2 separate regions of the Mus musculus genome follow, and region 2 is linked to region 1. Evidence: chromatin contacts called from public HiChIP or PLAC-seq data. All regions are on one chromosome and are shown on one strand. Each heading gives the region's core, a stretch centred on a gene start, on an enhancer-like site or on the middle of the called end of the contact. The rest is flanking DNA. Distances are from core to core; before and after follow the strand shown.

Region 1 (4,243 bases), core at 694-3,193:
TGATCAAGGGTGCTATGGTACGTCACCCTAGCAAAATGGTGTAGCAAATAAAACAGCAAGACACCCAGCAAGGCTTGCTTTTCAGCTAAACAAGGAGCAATCATCCGGATAAAGGTATCCAGTGCAGTACGGCCCAAGGTCACCCTTTTTCTTCTATGAGCTCTGTGCCAAAGCTCCTGGTAGGTAAAACTCCCCCCACCCAGACTCATGTCTGCACCACACGCACTGAACCCCACACTTACAAATGGCTTCAACCTCCTCTCAAGATGGCTGTGACTGTTGTGCCTTTCCTGTTCGTTTTGATAACCCAGCTTAACTTGTCTCAAAACTATATATTAGCTGACACAAATACAACCATACACGGGCTTTTTACAGCCGTTATTATTTATTTCCTTTTGACCTCGACCAAGGGAAAGAACTTTTTTTTTCTGTGACAGGTTTACATGTGTATACACAGCACCTTAATCATTTGCACCCGTTATCCTTTCCTGTTGCTGAGAACCCCATCTTTCCTAGAAGTCCCCACGCAGTCCTTCGGTGCCCCTTCTGAGTACTTAGCAAAGAGCCCTGGTGCTTCTCATTCACACTAGCTGTGCATTCTCACACTCATCTCAAAATCCTTCGTTGACCAGATGAGTTAGGTGATGGACTGACATGTGTACGACAGGCTCCCAGTTCTCAGGTGAGAAATTTAGATTCTGTGTTTCTGTGTTTTGATCATGTTCTATCTATCATCTATCTATCTATCTATCTATCTATCTATCTATCTATCTATCATCTATGTATCATCTATCTATGTATCTATCATCTGTCTATGTATATACGTATGTATGTACATATGTATGTATGTATGTATGTATGTATGTATCTATCTATCTATCTATCTATCTATCTATCATCTGTCTGTGTGTGTATAGCCCAGGACAGCCTTTAATCGCAGTAATCCCTGAGGCTCTGTCTCCTAAATGCTGTGATCGCAGGCCTAAATCAACATGTGTGTCTTAAGAAATTAAGACTTTGAAAGGTAGATAATAAAAGTAGCTATGCACCCAAAGCTGTGGCTCCAAGAATTGGAACAACATCTTCTTTCCTCTAAGTCAATTTTTCTTATACATTTTAATATTTCAGTCTTTGTACACTGTGTGATGTGTGTTGTAACTCCTCACCAAGTCTGGGTAGCACAAAAGTAGCCAAAATAATGAGTGGATGGATGGATGATAGATTTGCATGGATGGATGTGCCAACAAACTATATTTTTAGAGAGAGGGACCCATGGATTATGTTGAGTCAGTAGCTGATGCAGAGGCCATGGAGGGATATTACTTACTGTCTTGCTTCCCCTGGCTTACTCAGCTCGCTCTCTTATAGAACCCGAGACTACTAGCCCAGGGATGACACCACCCACAATGGGCCCTCTACACCTTGATTACCAACTGAGAAAATGCCCCACAGCTGGATCTCATGGAGGCACTTCCCCAACGGAAGCTCTTTTCTCTGTGATAACTCCAGCCTGTGTCAAGTTGACACACAAAACCAGTCAATAGATTCCCATTCATGTAAACATACCCAGCCAAACATATCCTTCTGGCTCCTGGTCACTGTAGGATTCAGGAGCTTCATCTGGTGGGCTTTTCCTTGACAAGATTTCCCCAGGAAAATGTGTGCCTAGAATGGCACCTCTAGTAGCAGTTCCTTTTGAGGTCCATCCCAGCTCTGCTCAGTAAGACGGGGACTAGGTTTAGCAACTTCATCACCATGTAGAGCATTTAAGAATGCCTGTTTCACATGCTCTCCCTGGAGAAGGCAGGAGCTCCTTCTAATCAAACAAGATGGTTTGGTTTACTGCTGCCTCTGGTTATAGATTCCAGGAGAGTGAGGTTTCAGGCTGTGTGCAAACAGTACCTCTCTACACAGAGGCCAGTGGCTCAGATGACTGAAGCTGCAAATCTTCAGGCATTGTGATTGGATTCCTGGAAACCGATTTCACAAGCAGGAAGCTGATGACCAAGGTCTCATGACAGGTTGCTGGGCCTCGAGGAGGGGAGGGGTTTCCCTTAGGCTAGAAAGACAGCCCAGCCGTTAAAGGTTAAGGCTCACAACCAACCCTTCAGGAGGGGTTTCCCAGGAATAGGTGCATGTACAAACCCAAGGGGAAAAAAAAGCAATACTAACTAGAGGCCAAAATGTCTCAATTCCTCATTGAAAAGAAAACTGAAGCCCAGAAACATCACCTTAGTCCAGCATGATGCCATCCAGACAGATATGTAGTGTCTTTACAAATAGCATTCACAAAGACAATGATAAACTTGCTCAATGAAACTGACAGTCATAGCCAGGAAGCTCTTTTTTAAATGTCAATATATTGCCAGGCAGTGGTGCACGCCTTTAGTCCCAGCACTTGGGTGGCAGAGGCAGGCGGATTTCCGAGTTTGAGGCCAGCCTGGTCTACAGAGTGAGTTCCAGGACAGCCAGGGCTACACAGAGAAACCCTGTCTCGAAAAACAAAACAAAACAAACAAACAAGCAAAATGTTAATATATTATTCCTCTCCCAACACAGTCCAAAAGCCATTCTTGAGATCAGCTTTTTCAGAACTACTTAATGTTGGTCTTTTCAAAATTTCCACAGCCTCATGGGCAAAGTTCTCCCATCAAAAGCACTCTTCAACATCTTCCTAATCGGCAGGGGCAGCAAAATGCACAGAATGCAAGCAACTCCTGGGCTTTGAGTGCCCTGTGACTACTATTTAGAAGTTATGTGACACCCCCCGGAAATACTGTCTCTAAATTCCATATCCTTCCCTATAAAATGAGTATGATGGTATTTGTTTCGTAAAAGTTATAATTAAATAACTCAGCCCTGTGTTGAGCGTTCTGGGCATATTTTCAACAACTCAACAACATACACAATTGTTACTGTCCATCTATCCCCCTGTCTTTGGTTCAGGGCCGACGATAAGGTGGTATTCTGCATTCTTCCATGATGTGAAAGAAGACAGCCATTGAATGGGACCAATGGACCCTTAGATATTAGCTAGGGTTTGAACAAAGCAGCCCAGCTCCCTGTGCAGAGCCACGGTCAGCCCCAGATTTCACCATCCTCAGACACAAAGTGCTTCTCAGAGTTGAGTTTTCCTCAGTCTGTCTTAGGCACATGTCACAAACTAGCAGATCAGATGTACAGTAAATTAAAGGATTGGACCACAAAATGTGAAAAGGGCTAGTGTACAATTTACCTTGTGGACAGTCTTCTGTGGTTATAGTTTTTACTAAACTCATGGCCTCTGTAGGAAACTTTGCAAGTTGAAGGTAATGAAAAGCAGGGGTTTCTATAACCAGATGAGATCATCCTTCACAGAATCCTCAGTAGAGAAGACTATAGCACTGTAATGTTCCCCATATCGCTAAAAATTGTAGAAGGAAACACGGGGCTGGAGAGGCTCATCCGATACAGTACCCACTGTTCTTGCAGAGGACCTGAGTTCAGTTTCCAGCCCCTACATCAGAGAGCCTGGAGTGCCACAACCTCCTCAAACTCCAGTTCCAGGGGACCCAACACCTTCTTATGACCTCTGTTGGCACCAAAACACTTATATACTCCCTGTGTATATACCCCCACACAGGCACATATGCATATGCATAATTAAATATTAGTAATCTTTTTAAAATTAAAAAAAAGGCCACCCATACCTTCATTTTCCTGGGAAGAGGGGAAGCAGAGATGCCTTAGCAAAAAAACAATCCTGTCCCCTGTTGCTGCCCTACCTGGCAGCATCAGACCACACTCAACAGAAAAAGGCTTGATATTAAGTTTGAAAAGTATGAATTCCCATAACAATCAGAGAATAAAGAAGCAATATTTGTAGTCCTTCACGGGAGGCTGGTTATTATTACTAGTAATGCCAAGTGTCTTCTTCATATCCCTTTGATTTAAGGTCAATTCTCGCTAAAAGGCCTGCTTTGGGCTGATGTTGATCTGGGGAGAAAGACGACTGGGTGAATGGGGAAACATCACACTGGACTGAAACACTGAAGGTCTAGTGATGACAGCTCCTCTGGCTTTGGTATGACCCCCGCGCACCTCTCTGGTCTTCACTTTCTAGCATAGGGAGCTCACTGCTGTGTGGTCCACTCTACTGAGGCCTCTAACTTGGGCATAGCAATTGCCAAGGAAGGGTTCAAAAAATCTCAGCCCACCTCATCAGGACCAGCAGTGGCCTGGTCAAATGATATCTAAGTCAGTA
Region 2 (4,157 bases), core at 217-2,716, 190 kb after region 1:
GGGGAGAGAGGGAGGGAGGGAGGGAGGGAGAATATGTAGAAGGAAGAGAGGGATGGATAGATGGAAGGAGGGAGGCAAGGAGGGAGGAAGCTAATGTTCAAACTTGCTATGTAACCAAGGATGGCCTTCACTTTTGGTCCTCCTGCCTCCTCTGCCCTCTGTGCTAGAACTACAGGCTTCTGCCCCCATGGGGTTTATACAGTGGTGGAGACTGAATCTGGAGTTTCGTGCATGCTAGCCAAGCACTCTACCCACTAAGCTATATTCCCCACCCCAGAAATTTGTTAACAGTTTAAAGACAGTAGTAGTAGAGCATTAAACTAAGAAGCACAAGACCTTCCTAAGTATGGAACCCCATGCAACTCAATAGACCACCTACCCAAGGAGCATGCCATGGACCCAAATAATCAATATGTTAATTTGTCTCAAAAACTGCCACCATCGATTCCTTAGCCTGCTGTGCCCACATGACATTCCCACATTCAAAGGCAATGCTTCATTCCTTTCCCTTTGTGCTGGAATTGATGTCCTTGTACCTCCAAGGTTAGTCCACAAGAAGGCTTACACGTTGTGCCTGGACATAGTGGCATGCTTGCTCTTAGAACAGTTCTGCCAAGAACCCAGCCAGCCCACTGTGAAAAACCTTGGGCAATAAATACATACATACATACATACATACATACATACATACACACACATACATACATAAACAAATGAACAAATAAATAAATAAAACAAAACCTTGGGAAAGTGAACAGCCCTAGAGGAGCCCCAAATGGACAGCCAGCATCAACTTCCGGTCTTGTGAGTGAGCCACGGTGATCAGCTAGCCCCTTGGGGCCCTCATATCCCTGCACCCCTCTGACATAGGGACTGAAACCAGATAAAAGACACAACAACAACAACAACAACAACAACAACAACAACAACAAAAACCCACCTGACTGAGACTGTCATCTCACAGAAGCATAACGGAAAAGGAGTTTGTCTTGAGTGTAAAGCTCTTGTGAGAGTTTTCTGTGCAACAATAGTTTCCTGGGACATGCTCTGAGAAATGACACTCATTTAGCCTGTAATATGAAGGCCCTGAAATACACACTATGAGACTGCTGGATGCTGGCTGAGCACACAGTAGGAGCTCAAGGAAGCTGATAGTTGGACTGACAGTTCTGATACTCTCGCTCTCGCTCTCACTCTCTCTCTCACTCTTTCTCACTCTCTCTCGCTCTCGCTCTTTCTCACTCTTGCTCTCTCCCTCCCTCTCTCTCTTCTCTCTCCCTCTCCCCCTCCCCCTCCCTCTCCCTCTCTCCCTGTCTCCCTCTCTCCCTGTCCCTCTCTCTGACAGATGCTCTTTGTGATTAAATATTTGCCATCTGGTTTCAACCTGCCGTCTCCTTAGCTAATGAGGATGCGGATACTCCTGTCTCCAGAGATTCACAACCACTTCCTCCCACCCCGTTCCTTCCTTTCCTATCTCAGGAAATGAAAAGCAATTTCCCCCCAGGGCCTGTTTACCCAGGGCAACCCTAACAGGGTTCCAAACCCAGTCTCACAGCCAGTTCCAATATCTGTCTTCACTGCAGTCATAAGACAGATACGGCACCTGCCCACCGAGCCCGTCCTCTGGGCTTGTGCGGTTCGTGTGTTCCTGCAGGATCTTTAAACATCTGATTAAATTTCATGCTTCAAATGAGAAGTTCTGAAGATGAAAGATTACTAGACTTTCATCAGCCCTTCTCTCTACTTGGCAGCTCTTCACAGCCCCCCACCCCCACCCAGAGTCTCTTCTCACCCTCTTCCTCCCCAAAGTCCTTGGACTTCCTGTGAATTCCGTTCCCAGTTACTGGCCACACTCACATCTCCTGTCTACAGCGCACCCCTGACACACATGGTGTGGGAAGAAGCCCTGAAAAGACGAATCCATGGGATTAAGCAACAGGAAGATGGCAAAGGTTGAGAGCACCTAGGACTCCAGATAAGGTTTCATTGATCAAAAAACGGGCTTGAGGGCTTGGGATGCAGCTCAGCTGATAAAATACTTGCCTAATATGCATAAAGCTCTGAGTTCAATTCCAGATACCACATAAAACCAGGCATAGTAGCGGATGCTTGTGATCCTAGCACTTGGGGGAGTAGGAGGATCAGAAAATTCAAGGTTGTCTCCATTACAGAGCAAGGTCAAGGTCAGACTGGGTTATGAGAGATCTCCAAGAAGAAGGAGGAGGGAGGGAAGGAGGAAGAAGAGAAAGAAGAGGAGGAGGAAGAGGGGGAGGAAAAAGAGGAAGAGGAGGACAGGGACGAGAACAAGGAAGAAGAACGAAGCTAGAGAGATGGCTCAAAGGTTAAGAGTACTTTCTGAGCAACTGTGAGGGCTAGAATTTGGATCCAAGCACCCATACAACTAGCTGGACATCCCTTACATGGTTGTTAGAAAAATCCCTAAGTCGGTCACACTCAGCACTTCTCTTGCAAGTCGCATGTGCAGCCACCACCATTGGACAGAGGTCTCAAGGCCAACCTCTCTAATGCCACAGGAAGCCGTTTTGAGATAATGACTGACTTTTTCCCCCCCCAGGGGTTTGCATCTGTCTTCTTGATCGCCATCCCTCCCCTTAGTGAGGCAGCCAGACTGCTGGATGTCCTCTGCCTCCAGGAAGAGATGTGATAGGGAGAAAAAGAAGACACACTTTGATGTCTGTACAAGATTAAAAAGTATTTATGAGAGGCATTTAGCGAAGTGGGGGTGGGGGTGAATAGGGCTCTTCTCCACCCATCCTCTATACCCCTAACAATAAACAACAATAAGTCCTCCGAAATGATACAGGGAGGAGGAGAAAGAAGGGGGGATGGTAGCAGAGAGCTGGTGGGTCCAGGGACAGTCCTGGATGTGAGAGTGAGGCTCACACATTGAGCATGCTGACCATGAGCCTCTGAGAAGGTCACACCTCCATCTCTCAACAGCGACCCGACCCCACCAGCGGTCTTTCCTGGTGGGCTCATTAGCACCTCCTTTATTCACAACCACCTTGAGAGCCAAACGGTCCTCTCCTCATCCAGCCCCCACCCCCACAATGTCGAAAGATACCAAAATCCTTATTAAAAAGAAGGTGGGCAAGACCCTCAAACCTCACAGCACCATCTCCAACTCCCAGGCACCTCCTGAAAGGAATCTCCAAGCCCCATAAAGACCAGCAGCTGAAAGGACTCGTCTCAGTCATAACACAGACCTACTTTAACTGGAATGAAGACATACACATTCCTTCTACTCATTCTTAAAACCCAGCCTTGACTTGGGTGGCCTCGTCACCAAGCCTGCTCTTGGTTAGAGTGAGCAGATATGTCCTCTCTCCTTGGCAATGCCCTGGGAGTCTTTTCTTCTACTGTTCCACACATCGCATTGGGTCCTGATGGGTTTGTGTCTGTGATTGTGTTTGTGTCCTGCTCCTATGCCTCATAGTGAGCAGAGCAAGCACTGAACTTGCGTGCGTGTCTGTGTGTGTGTGTGTGTGTGTGTGTGTGTGTGTGTGTGTGTGTGCTTAAGTTGAATTATGCATCCCATCCTCTTTCTCAATTGAAACTAGAATTGCCCACCTAAAGCCAGTCATGGCGAGCAGAGCACCTGAAAGGACAGATCAGTAAATCACCCATCAATTCCTGCATGCTCCTGGCCTGGCCTTTATTGATCCTTGAGCCTTGGCTCTGACCCTGTTGCCTCTGGTCTTCCCACTGGCTCTGATTGAGTTCCTGTCCCAACCCCTCCTCCTCCAGGAGCCCCGTGCTGCTCTTTGTCATTTAAAGAAGATTTAAGATAGTCTCATCCAAACTCCATTAGGTTCCCATTGTTCTGCCTTAAAACCTACCTGAAATGACTGGATTAAGTTTGGGGGTGGGGGGAGGCAGGGAAGTAGGGAACTTTTCACACTTCCTGTATCAGATCAATAAAATCTTAATAGCCAATGAGATGGCTCAGCGCTTAAAGTTGCCTGATGAACTGAGTTCAATTCCTGGAACTCACATGATAGAGGGAGAGAACTGACTCTCACTTGTACTCTGACCTCAACTTGTGCACTGTCTCACACACACACACACACACACACACACACACACACACACACTGTAAAGGGTTGGAGAGAAGGCTTAGTGGTTAAGAGCGCCAA

The links. HiChIP or PLAC-seq counts read pairs in DNA pulled down with a chosen protein or histone mark.
Region 2: a contact with region 1 is called in an H3K27ac HiChIP or PLAC-seq map of the HPC-7 cell line, with 7 times the contacts expected there. The contact joins two enhancer-like sites. A contact is called at or near these places in 1 of 15 datasets of contacts at CTCF or cohesin (the NIH/3T3 cell line), 5 of 484 Hi-C or Micro-C datasets (DN3 thymocytes, the Patski cell line, bone marrow-derived macrophages and 2 more) and 10 of 115 datasets of contacts at active chromatin or transcription factors (the HPC-7 cell line, acute myeloid leukemia, bone marrow-derived macrophages and 6 more).

What each region holds. Positions count from the first base shown.
Region 1 is chr17:83,056,103-83,060,345 of GRCm38.p6, forward strand. All of the region lies in intron 2 of Gm19689 (predicted gene, 19689), which reads right to left. Among named protein-coding and RNA genes, the nearest start is that of Gm19689, 20 kb to the right of the region's middle. Within about 2 kb of position 1,944, at least 19 of the 459 cell types and tissues checked have an H3K27ac peak or open chromatin away from gene starts, as enhancers often do. A contact at or near this core is called in the HPC-7 cell line, where this site is marked.
Region 2 is chr17:83,244,850-83,249,006 of GRCm38.p6, forward strand. No RefSeq gene overlaps it. Among named protein-coding and RNA genes, the nearest start is that of Gm24240, 23 kb to the right of the region's middle. Within about 2 kb of position 1,467, at least 10 of the 459 cell types and tissues checked have an H3K27ac peak or open chromatin away from gene starts, as enhancers often do. A contact at or near this core is called in the HPC-7 cell line, where this site is marked.